3 separate regions of the Mus musculus genome follow, and all the other regions are linked to region 1. A link is a contact called in public HiChIP or PLAC-seq and promoter capture Hi-C data. All regions are on one chromosome and are shown on one strand. Each heading gives the region's core, a stretch centred on a gene start, on an enhancer-like site or on the middle of the called end of the contact. The rest is flanking DNA. Distances are from core to core; before and after follow the strand shown. Region 1 holds the start of Copg2 (coatomer protein complex, subunit gamma 2). Region 2 has its middle 14 kb from the start of Ssmem1. Region 3 overlaps Lncpint (long non-protein coding RNA, Trp53 induced transcript).

The links. Promoter capture Hi-C pulls out the DNA fragments that hold promoters and counts their contacts. HiChIP or PLAC-seq counts read pairs in DNA pulled down with a chosen protein or histone mark.
Region 2: an H3K4me3 HiChIP or PLAC-seq map of embryonic forebrain shows a contact between it and region 1, with 5 times the contacts expected there. The contact joins the enhancer-like site here to the promoter of Copg2 in region 1. A contact is called at or near these places in 19 of 39 promoter capture datasets (3T3-L1-derived adipocytes, the C10 cell line, the HPC-7 cell line and 14 more), 1 of 15 datasets of contacts at CTCF or cohesin (the NIH/3T3 cell line), 14 of 484 Hi-C or Micro-C datasets (the HL-1 cell line, Th1 cells, bone marrow-derived macrophages and 6 more), 28 of 115 datasets of contacts at active chromatin or transcription factors (the 230-238 cell line, the NIH/3T3 cell line, the SCID.adh cell line and 20 more) and 4 of 9 other capture datasets (adipose tissue, embryonic stem cells, liver and 1 more).
Region 3: a promoter capture Hi-C map of hematopoietic stem and progenitor cells shows a contact between it and region 1, with 2.3 times the contacts expected there. The contact joins the enhancer-like site here to the promoter of Copg2 in region 1. A contact is called at or near these places in 5 of 39 promoter capture datasets (the 3T3-L1 cell line, hematopoietic stem and progenitor cells, hippocampal neurons and 2 more) and 1 of 115 datasets of contacts at active chromatin or transcription factors (pancreatic cancer cells).

Annotation. Positions count from the first base shown.
Region 1 is chr6:30,894,783-30,898,643 of GRCm38.p6, reverse strand. Copg2 (coatomer protein complex, subunit gamma 2) reads left to right here and starts at 1,850. Exons shown (of 24, transcript NM_017478.3): 1 at 1,850-1,983; 2 at 3,050-3,102; 3 at 3,717-3,797. The coding sequence starts at 1,947. It overlaps Tsga13 (testis specific gene A13), which reads left to right. Exons shown (of 8, transcript NM_054073.2): 8 at 1,401-1,663. The coding sequence ends at 1,570.
Region 2 is chr6:30,524,852-30,528,712 of GRCm38.p6, reverse strand. No RefSeq gene overlaps it. Among named protein-coding and RNA genes, the nearest start is that of Ssmem1, 14 kb to the right of the region's middle. Within about 2 kb of position 1,717, at least 77 of the 459 cell types and tissues checked have an H3K27ac peak or open chromatin away from gene starts, as enhancers often do. A contact at or near this core is called in craniofacial prominence, embryonic basal ganglia, embryonic brain and 4 more, where this site is marked.
Region 3 is chr6:31,187,283-31,191,143 of GRCm38.p6, reverse strand. The region is part of intron 1 of Lncpint (long non-protein coding RNA, Trp53 induced transcript); the gene reads left to right. Among named protein-coding and RNA genes, the nearest start is that of Lncpint, 29 kb to the left of the region's middle. Within about 2 kb of position 1,858, at least 98 of the 459 cell types and tissues checked have an H3K27ac peak or open chromatin away from gene starts, as enhancers often do. A contact at or near this core is called in hematopoietic stem and progenitor cells, liver and pancreatic cancer cells, where this site is marked.

The DNA.
Region 1 (3,861 bases), core at 601-3,100:
AGTCAAATGAGGTAGCTAGAATCATTAGTATAGTATTTACATTTTAAAATTAGGTTTACTCATTTTATTTTATGTATGAGTGGTTTGCTTGTGTGTATATCCGCTTACCACTTACGGCGCCCACAGAGATCAGAGGAGAGGGCATCGGATCACCTGGAACTAGAGTTACTGATGGTTTGTCAGCCACCACGTGAGTGCTGGGAATTGAACTCAGGTCCTCTGCAAGAGCAATAAATTCTCTTAATTACTGGGCCATCTCTCCAGTCCCTAGCATAGTATTTTTAATCGGGATGGAGTAACATTTTAAGTGGCACCATTACTAAGGTTTGGGCACATTATTCAGCGGAATCTATATATGATGGGAATTTTTTCTTTTTCTTTTTGTTTTTTCAAGACAAGGTTTCTCTGTATAGCCCTGGCTGTTCTGGAATTTGCTGTGTAGACCAGGCTGGTCTTGAACTCAGAGATCTGCCTTCTGGGATTAAAAGCGTGTGTGCTATCATGCCCAGTTTGAAATTTTTCTTAAGGGTATGTAGCATAATCTAGGTAGGACCTTTTCTAAGCCCTGTCAGGATGAGATAGATCTTCATGTATAAAGTAATATGTCAGCCTTCAGCTCTAGTGTCATTTATGGCGACTACATATGCCCTCTCCAAATATGAGTGCTTTACTTTTGTACCTAAAATGAACAGACAGTTATGGTGCATTTCCTCAACAATAACAAAGCTGCCAGGGTGTTTTACTAGTGGTGCCATTTCTAAGCTAACATCTCTGTCCCCCAAATGATGCCCTATCATTTGTGTGTGTGTGTGTGTGTGTGTGTGTGTGTGTGAGAGAGAGAGAGAGAGAGAGAGAGAGAGAGGGAGAGAGAGAGAGAGAGAGAGAGAGAGAGATCTGAGTAGAAGTTGTCAAGTTTGGTTAGAAGGTTGCCCAAGAGGCAAACCACGCCCTCAACGGAGGAAGGACTGTCATTAAGATCTTAAAGTAGTCAACGCCCTAAGAACAGGTGAAGCTGGAAAGACCTTCTAGAAATGTGATGTCTTCGATGCCCAAGGCATTAAAAGCGTGTTTTTCATACTCTGAGACGAGGACAAAAAAAAAAAAAAAAAAAGAGAAAACATTTGGAAAAGCACTGAGACACATGAGTATCCCTTAAATTACTTGAGTGTTATGCAGATTGAATCATTTGAAAATGGTGAAAGCCAAGAAAACTACACTGGTTTGGGTGAAGAAGGAATCATAAGAAGTTGGGAATGGCAGTCCCCAAATCTACCCTCTTGGAAAGTTAAATTAAGACCAGCTTTTCGGTCTCCTCAAATGGATCACATCACGCCTTCCTTTTAGTACGCTTCTAGTGCTCTCAGAGTCGCACATTCAACGTGTCCTATGCTTTGTCGTAGTTTCCATGAAGTCAGAGAGTGAAACACCAACTTCGCAAGTATTTTGGGAACCCCTGACATTTTCAAAGCTCCTAGAAGAGAAGCCTACAAGAAGTGTGCCAGGGGAGAGCTTCTTTCGCCATGGAAGGGCCCAGCAGTGGATTGTCAAAGATGCGGCTGTCATTTGGTGAAGACAAAGACTTAAAGCCCCACTCCTCACTCTCCAAGAACTGAGGGGGCCTGGAGAAGTCACTAACCAAATAAAGTTCCCTGTTTGTTGTCTCAGACCTGGCTTGCAGAGTTTGTGAAGCGGGGCGTGGTGAGCCTCCGGGCAGATTCTGGCCACGCCCCCGTGCGGCAGTGGGCGGAGCAGGGGGCGTGCCTGCGTCCCTAGGGGGCAAGGGCGGCCGCGGAGGCCCGAGGGGGGCGGGCCTTGGCCCCGAGTGACGGCCCGCCGGCCCAACCGGTGCGAGAACCCAGGGCCTGCCTTCCTGCAGCGTCTTCCGCTCGCCGGCTGCGGCGCCTGGGACGGTTGCGGTGGGTCTGGGCGCTGGGAAGCCGTCCAAGATGATTAAAAAATTCGACAAGAAGGACGAGGAGTCTGGTACGCGCGGCGCTCCGGACGCCCACTCTCAGGCGCAAGGGTTTCCCCCCTTCCCTCGCCCGCAGCCACCTGCTCTGGGGGGCGGCCGCAGCGGCGGGGTCTGCCCGAAGCCCCTCCCCCGGCGCCGGGGCCTCCCCTCGGGCCGCGCGCTCCTGGCCGGGAGTCGCCTCGAGCGCTCGGCGGCTCCGCCCCGGCGCGTCCCCGCCCCCCGCGCCCGCCCCCCGATCGAGCCCCTCCGAGCCGGCCCTCCGTGGGGCCCTGTCGGGGGGCGAGGAGGTGCGCGCGCAAGTCTCGGTACCCTGGGGTTGCTGGTGGGGTTAGGCCCCAGGGCGAGCACCCCCTGTTTTGGGAGCTGGGGTCGACCGGGCCAGGGTTGCGTGTTTATGGACTCTGAAGGGCCTTGATTCTCCTGTTCCCAGGGGTTAAGACTGCCCGGTGGGACACAGCTCATTGAATGCTCAGGCATCCAGAAGTGACTTGCGTGTTGATACCTGTCTGTGGTGCAGTGCAAGTGGGGAAGATGCCAAGCCTCTTCAAAAAAAAAAAAAAAAATCTTCAGCTCTTCAGTGGTAGCTGCTCTCACAAGTGTGGTGGAAGGTTGGGTTAGTGGACCTTCATGGCCTCATCCTGCATGGCCTTTACATCTGTGACTCTCTGCGAAACTGTTCCTTTCTGCTTCAGTAAATGTGTGAAACACATAAAATAGGGCTTGCTTTTAGGGAAATCCATAGTGTCCTGTCATCTCATTACTCTTGGTGGTGGTGGAAACCGACACATTTGTTAACATCCATGGGATGGGGGAGGGGGAAGCAGGGAATGAAGGCACTCATTTTGGATAGGGTTCCTATATCAGGAGAAGTCCAAGATATCTCAGTATGGCAATGACAGAATTTGAACCAGAATCAAAATTACTTCATCCAACTTCTTTGCATATTAGTAATAGTTGTCCTTGTGACTTCCAAGGGATCATTCTGTTTAGGTGAGATTTCCAAGCATGCAATATCCTCCTTTAGAAAAGTCTTTGTAGTCCAGCTATTGAAGACCTTCTCTTTTTCTTATACTATAGGTAGTGGTTCCAATCCTTTCCAGCATTTGGAGAAGAGTGCTGTCTTGCAGGAGGTATGGCTTGGATGTGTACAGTGCCTTATCAATTCTGTTTGAGAATAATGGGCAAAGAACCTAGGAAGTACAAAAGTCAGGACAGCCAAAAAAACAGTGAAGGACCGTAGACCCACCTGACAGTCTGAATATCGGTCTTCCCCCACATTTGATCAAAACTAGAAATCCCTTTTTTATTTCTATATTAAAAGTGACAACGGAGTGTAGCAGTGCAGAGATTGTGGAGTAGAGGACAAGGGAGAGGCTGGGACTATAGAAACGTACAGACATATAGACTCTGTCGTGTGCTGGGGGATTTTAATGACATGTCAGGAGTGGTAAGTGCAAGGTTATTAGAAGAGCTTACAGATATTAAACTCGAGGCATTCATATGTAGACAGAGACTCTGGTCAAGTCTTTAAAGTTGAAGTTGTCAACCTAAAGGAATAAAATATAGCCAGGAAAGCAGATAATGTCTGGTAATTTATTGTACGTCATACTACCTTGAGAGCATAGACAACCTGCATTACTTGGATATTGTACTAACATATTGTTAATGCTACTAAAGATGATTTGATATCCTCTGTGATAGAACATACACAATATACAGCATACTGTTTTGCATATTTCTGTAGGCACGCATATTCAACGAAACGCCCATCAATCCAAGAAGATGCTTGCATATCTTGACAAAGATTCTTTACTTACTCAACCAGGTAAACTATTCTGATTTCCTTCGATTTGTGTATTAAGATAGAAATATATAACCTACAGTGAAGA
Region 2 (3,861 bases), core at 468-2,967, 370 kb after region 1:
CCTCAGAACTCTTCACCCTACCTTCTCTGTTTCCCTAACAACCAGTTTCCCCTGGCCCCTAATCTACCTGGAGGGCACTTTGGACCTGGAAGACCTGCTGTGAGTCCAGTTCCCCTGGGAAACTGATATCTGTCTTGGACCCGAGTCCAGTTTCTCAGGCAAGGACTTGAGTTGGGAAAAAAAATCTACCGTAGCCAATACCTGCCTGGTCAAGGCAAAGTGACTGGGAGTGGGTAGAAAGGAGGCCAATAGCCCTGAAAAACCAAAGCACTCACAATGACAGTTCCCCACTCTCTCTGGCTCTCAGGAGGCAGTCACTCATTTCATCAGATGCCACACACACAGGTTAGTCAGGAGATACTGGGGGGAGGGGCATTCATCTCTGACATTTCCAGACTTGCTTTGTGAACGCTCTGGAGTGTGCAGGCTACAGTGGAATGCCATGTCCTTTGGGTATGACGGGCTTCTGCACCCACCGCACCCATCCATGGATGTGGGAAGGCAACGGTTTAGTTACACTTCTATCTTTAGCAACTTTAGCATTACAGAGCACATCCTAGGCAAAAGACCCTGCTCTAGAGATCACAGAGGAAGATCCAACCACAAGAAACAGGAAAACTCCCTGTGAATTCTAAAAAAAAAAAAAAAAGTTACTGTCCCTGGAGCTGATGACTTCTCTTGGTTGGCAGAGGGTCTCCCTCTGGTCTCCAGTTCCAGCACTATAGACTGGGTGTGGTGGTGAATCCCGATGGCCCACAGGAGGGAGAGAGCAAGGAGAATGAAAGGTCAGAGTCATTTTATACAAAGTCTCAGCCACAGGCAACTTTGAGATAAGCCTTAAGGCTACATAAGAACCTGTCTTTAAAAAAAAAAAAAAAAGTAACAACAAAACAAAACAAAAACCTATACAAATAGGCATAATTTAGGGGTTTGTTTGTTTGTTCAGACTAAGCCTCACTTTATAGACTTAATTGGCCTGGAATTCCAAATGAAGACCATGCTGGCCTGGAATTTCTATCAACCTGCCTCTGCCTCCCCAGGTGGTAGGATTAAAAGTGTGCACTACCACACCCAGTCAGGGTAATTTTTTTAAAAATAAATATGTTGGTGGGGTATGCCTTTAATCTCAGCACTGCATGAGCGGATCTCTGTGAGTTTGAGGCCAGGCTGGTTCACATGGAGAATTTCAGGCCAGTTAGGGCTACCCAGAAAGAACAAGTCTTAAAAAAAATAAGAAATTACCTTGCCTGCAAGCCATCCAAATGCAGGTGCCAAAAACAGTGGCATACTCCTGCAATCCCAGTACAGTACAGGGGGCTGAGAGGCAGGCAGATGGTGAAATGGTGAATTCCAGGCAAGTGTGAGCTAAAACACACACACACACACACACACACACACACACACACACAAGAAATGCAAGCTACTGCTCCAGCTCTTGTCAGATCAGGATCCTTTGCTTTCCATATTTCCAACCCGAGCCTTCCTGGACACGTGTTGCCATCCCCCGAAGACTTGGAGAAAGGAGAGAGGCCATTTCCTCTCCCTGCCTGTCTGTTTTCAGAGCCAAGAAACTTTTAAGAATGCCCTCACCAGCAAACTTCTCCCTGGAATGAAATGACACCCCCTGCCTGCTCGAATCACTCCACAGGGGGACTGCTGCTGCCATGATTGGCTCAGAGCAATCAAGGCCCTGTGTCAGTGAGAGTGTACAATGGGCAGAAGGAGGATCTGCTAGGACGGAAGAAAGGGAGGCAATCAGCAGGGGCTACCCGGACTCTGTCTGATTCTAAAGCCCGCAATCAGCGGAAAGACGCGAGGGCCCGGGCCCTGGCAGCCATTTCTCCAGGCACTTTGTCTCTCGTTTCACTCTCAGACCCGCCACTCTGCCTTACCAAATCCGGTAGATCCGCCCACCGGAACCTGGTTTTTATCTCCCCTCTCCCCGCTTTTGATTTATTTTAATTAGTAACAGAGCTGGCTCCCTGCCTGGCATTTTCACTGCTAAATCAAGATTTTGAACATAAGAAAGTTTAAGGTGTCAGAGGACACTAATAAAGACCGTTACAAACTGCAGGCCCCTGTAATCAGGCCATGTTAAGGTCTGCCTGCGAAGGAAGTGAACTCAGAAGTTAACAGATAAAAACTGGAAAATAGTACTATTGGGATTAAACCTTTTTATTACAAAAAAAAGAAAAAAGAAAAAAAAAAGCATTTCATGCACTGATTTTTGAGTACTAAGAAATTTCCTAGATGGAACGTTCAGTGTCGAGAGCTTCCGGAGTTGGGGGGGGTGGGGGGTGGGGGTGTTGATCAAAAAGCACAAGGAGGATTAATTTACAAGACATCTCCCTCTGAGCAGCTTCTCTGGGCCCTAACAATCTTCTGCTCTACATAAAAGGTTTCATACTCTTTGTCCCTGTCTAGGGCTGTTAAGCTAAGCGCATCCTTACACCCAAAAGTGCTGAGAACTGAACATTTAGCTCACAAGTAACACATTTTCCTTCTTGCTCTTCCTTGGTCACTTTGGAAGGTTTGTGGCTCATTTATTTCCCCTTCAGCCGCCATCAGCTCTCAGACCACATGTTCCTGACAGAGAGAATATCCAGGTGGCCTGGTGCTTGGAAACCTGTCAGACATTATTCAATGCAATAAAGAACACATCAGACAAGTCCTTGGGATATTGTTGCAGGGAAACCCTGTTTAGAATTCACTAATTGGGAATCTGTGACAATTTGAGGAAGGGCTAGCAGAAGTTAACCTTTGTGGGGGGAAAAAAGAGTTCACTGAAGTTCTGCATAGTATAAACAAGATAAGAAGGGGAATAATTATCTATTTAAAAGAACCAGTTGTTTTGAAAAGCTTTCTATAGAAGTATCCTTTTACATACAAACTGGGTAATTATGATTTAAACAAAGGCTGGCCTGTTTCTTAGGCTTCTTTGAAATGTCAATTACAAACTACTCTTGTCTCTTCTCCAAAGCAAAGTCCATCCCTGTGCCCTGGCCACAGTTGGTTAGCTGGCGTCCACTTACTGTATTTATAAATAACAAACCTGCAGTTCTTCTGAACTAATATGATTTCATTCACGCTTTTCACTAACCTAAACAGTGGCCCATCCTCCAGGGTGGCGAAGAGTTACTAATTACTAGCATGTGGCAAATCTGGAGTGCGTTGAGCAATGATTTTTTTTTTTTCTCACTAGCTTAGTATCGTGGCTACATAATAAGGGAAAACTTCAAAGAAAACTCCTGCCTGGCAGTACCTTTTGGTTTTTACCTTAGTAAAGAAACAAAGGAAGACACATTTTGTGCTACAACTCAGCACATGCACCCTGAAATAGAAACTATCCTCCTCCTGAAGTCTGATATTGTGCTACCCTCTGTTATTTTTAGATTACCGTTAGTTGCAGCCACTAAGTTGATTTCACTACTGATGGTTGCAGCCCACCCTTACCCATAAGGGATTGTTCCCAGAGAATGTGGAAACCAGAGGGCACGGAACCTTACGCATAAATGATTTTTCATGTGTGTGTGTGAGATCTGTACCTAAGATAAAATTTAATTTAGGTAGAGCCTGCACAAGACCCTGGGTTCTATCAGGAGTGCTGAAGAGAAAAACAAAACTGACTGTTTGACAGTTCTATTCTTTGCCCACTCTGGGTACTCTTCTGGGTAGTCAAAGTTTTTTTGAAGAGGAGGTGGTGGAGGAGGGACGAAGTTGTTTCATTTATAAATTAGCCACATTAAAAATAATACTAGCCAGGTGTGGTGGCGCATGCCTTTAATCACAGCACTCAGGAGGCAGAGGCAGGCGGATTTCTGAGTTCGAGGCCAGTCTGGTCTACAGAGTAAGTTCCAGGAC
Region 3 (3,861 bases), core at 609-3,108, 290 kb before region 1:
TTCCCTTTAACCAAGCCGATGGATTGCAGCACAAACACACCCCCACACACCCCCACACCCACACCCACAGTGCAGTGAAATACATTTCTGTACTTCATTGTTCTTTTGGGAACTAGAGATAGAATTATTTTCGTTTTAAAAATATCAGAAAAGTAGTTGGTATATCAAAGTAGTTAGCAAATATTTAACTTGATTATTGCTTTCTCTCAGTAGCCTTACCTGCGTTTGAAATGGCACAATAGCTAAAAACAAAACAAAACAAAACAGGACTGTTTTGATCATATCCTGCCTCCTGAAAGCCGTTTTTGTCATTTGACAGTTTGAATCTCATAATGCAGTATTTTCTAAAATTGCCCCATATAGTGCCATCTAGTGGTAGATTTCTGCACAGTAGTTCACATCCCCACCCACTACCCCCAGTTTGTTTGTTTTTTTTAATTAGGTTTTTTTTTTTTTTTTTTTTTTTTCCTGTTCTTGTTCTTCTAATTGTTTCAAGACAGCCTGGCTGTTCTGGAACTCAGAGACCTTCCCACCACTGCCCAGCTCTCACATTTTACTTTCTGATAAATCAGTAAGTTCACTTTTAATCATGCTTCATTTTCTAAATATAGTTAAAGGGACTACATCTAAAACAAATACTTAGAAATGGAAAAAGAATGAGGAAAGAGAAAACAATTGGAGTGGAGTTTTTTCCTCTCCAGGTTTTCTGTGCATCAATACACACACACACCGAGTTGGTTTTTGTCTGTTTACTTGATGATTTGAACATACACATAAAGTCATTTTTGTTTGTTTATGAAAGTCACATGATTGTTTCACAAGTGTGACGTAAGGAACATGGCTCAGCTTTGCAATCAGGCATGCACAGGCATTGCATTCTGTAAGGTAATGGGTTATTGCTGTCTGCCAAGTGGCATTCTGGCCACTGCATGTGTACCAACTCATTCCATATTTACCAACTTTGATTTCTCATGGCAGGATTGACCTCTGCTGCACACCCCCACCCTGTGTGCATCGCCGCTTAACTTTGTGCGTGTGATGATAATAAAACTTCATAATGCCTGGCATTTAGATTGTAACGGAGCGCGTTATTCACAGCCCAGCGAGAGAATCTGAACTTATCTTTTTTCCTCCATCATAACTTTGTTGTGTTTGTTTTTAATTAATGATTGATTGGGGGAATCTAGATGACCTTAACACCTCACTCACTCCCGAACTCGACCTAACTTCTTACGTCTGGAATGTTATTTGTGGTCCAGTGAAACAGACACTGATGTTTTGTGTCGACTAAGTCTTCCGGGGGTAGCAGTTGGTAGCCAGCACCTGGCCTTCCTCTCTGGCCTACTTCTCTCAAGTAGCCGTGGCGTCTTCATTGCCTCCAAGAAAGCTCGTTGGCCTTAGGGTCTGGCTGGGAGTGGAGCCTCCTTTGTGTGGCTCAGGGTTCTAGTTAGCAAGAGCTCAGTCAAGCATGAGTGTTCTGCAAGGCAGAAGTATTAATTGCTTTTGATAGTGTTTTGTCATGAGAATATAGTGGGTGAATTTTCTAGGATTTCAATAAAGACAAAGTCATACACAAGAAAAGAACAAACAACAATTAAAATCTTGTTTGAAGCAAACAAAGAACAGAAAGGGTCCTTGACATTAGTTAGGTGACATCTTGGTGGGCAGTGCCAATGGAGAAGCTCTTGACATGATTCTTCCTTGTCTGCTTTGGCTTGTTGTGACCCAGCAGTGTCTGAGACGTTAAGCTGGGGCATCTGGGGCATCGCCATTACCCATGTGGAAGAGGAGCGGAGGGCAGGAGTCGGCTCCCACTGTTGTAGTAGAAGCATTGGCTGCTGAACTGTTACTAGGGACACAGAGGCTGCTGTTCTCCATGGCCAGCACTAGGAGGCCACAGAGGCCTGACGGCACACAGGTTTCTGCTCATCAGGAGGAAAACAAAACAAACCAACCAACTCTAGGGGGACCAGCACTGTGCAGATGAGCTAGTTTAAAGAGCTTGGTATCTCATAACCTGGTGAGCAACAGTCTGAATTGGCAACCCACTTACTGTTCGATTCGGGGCATTGTAAGTACAAGGAACTGAGCATTTCTGGCTAGGTAACCCCTGCTTCTTAGAGTGGTAACTGTAAGCTTCCTTGGATGCACCAGGCATCCCTGGTGAGCCTCTGGATACAGGTCCTGATTCTTGTCGTTGTCTGGTTTTTTTCCAGACAGGGTTTCTCTGTGTAGCCCTGGCTGTCCTGGAACTCACTTTGTAGACCAGGCTGGCCTCGAACTCAGAAATCCACCTGCCTCTGCCTCCCAAGTGCTGGGATTAAAGGCGTGCACCACCACTGCCCACTGCCCGGCTCAGATCCTGATTCTTAATGCACGGTTAATCCTGTGGCTGATGGAACAGACTCCTCCAGTCCATTGTGTTAATTGAAAACAAATAGTTTTCAAAGAAAACAAGTAGTTTTGGCCACAGGCATTCTACTAATATTCTAGTGAATTGTCTTTGGCCTTCAGGCCCTGCTAGGCAGACGTTGGATATGGAGGTGTATTTCTATGTAGTTGTGTGTTTTCTTGGTTCCCTTTTTGCTTTTAAAGGTAAATCACCATTTCATGACATAATTATCGCTATTTCTGAGTTGGCCCCTTATTCAGTCCCTGGTTCACCTCTGTTACTCTGATCTCCTGAACTCTGTAGAGTTTAATCCACACTACATTGATTTTTATGTATTTGCTACTTCTCCTTATTAAAATTCTAATTGTGTGTTCTGTTGCTTAAGGACAGGTGGTCTCTTATTTCCTGTGTTTCCTGGTAGAACCAAGTGTGCTCGTAAAAAGGACAGGACAGCTGCTTTCTTGACAGTAGTACATCCTGTGGGTGGCTTCCCCTCCAACCTCATCCCTTCTCCCCACCCCACTCTCCTTCCTTCTCTGCAGCTCTCCTCCTTCCCTCCTCTGTGCCTCCACTTGTGCTGTGTCATATTTCTGAAAGGGCCTTGAAGGTAGCTCACTTGATGAAGTGCTTAGCAAGGCTTGAATTCAATCCCCAGAACTAAGGCCAGAATGGTGGTGTAGCCCCAGTGCTTAGGAGATGGATTCGCATGGATTCCTAGAGCTTGCTGACCAGGCCAGCCTCCTTGGAGAGTTCAGGAAGGACACGGGAAGTTGTCCTCTGCCCTCCACACCCATGACCCAGCCTAGACACAAACGTACATAAAACAGATACAGAGGAAACTTTAAAGTAATGAACTTTTCTGCGTTCTCTGACATTTTATCTGTCCTTAACATTTTATTTATCATTGTTTAATATACATCCATAATTTCTGGGAGGCATATTACTTAACTTCTCCTCAAGGTATTAAAGGCTTTTGGGGGGGGGCTGTGTTTACCATGCTCCTTGAAGGACTTTGTAGAGATTTTAACTAAAAGTCTGTGTGTCCAGGTTCAAGCAGGGACATTGACTCTTTAAACCACAAAGAGGAGATTTCTTCATTTGCCCACCTTGTAATTTTCTCTGTAAAACTCTTGAAGATTTATTTCCTTATTCTTAGAAAGTGTCTTTTGAACAGACATGAACATGTGTTAAGTGAAAGCTAGTCCTATTCTATGAAATGGCTTTCAACATGAATTACGAGGTACTATTTTTGTCTATTGTTTATATCCAGGAACACTGATGGACTCCTACTTTATCCTGACAGTTTCTCTTTGTACATCTCCTATAGAAAGTTACCACCCAGAGATGTCATTTGCATGTTTGCATTTCCTTTGTATATTTTTGTGCGTATGTTGTATGTGCATCCATATGTTTACACGTGTGTGTGCGCTTGTAGACTCCAGAAATTGACATCAGGCATCTCCCTGGTC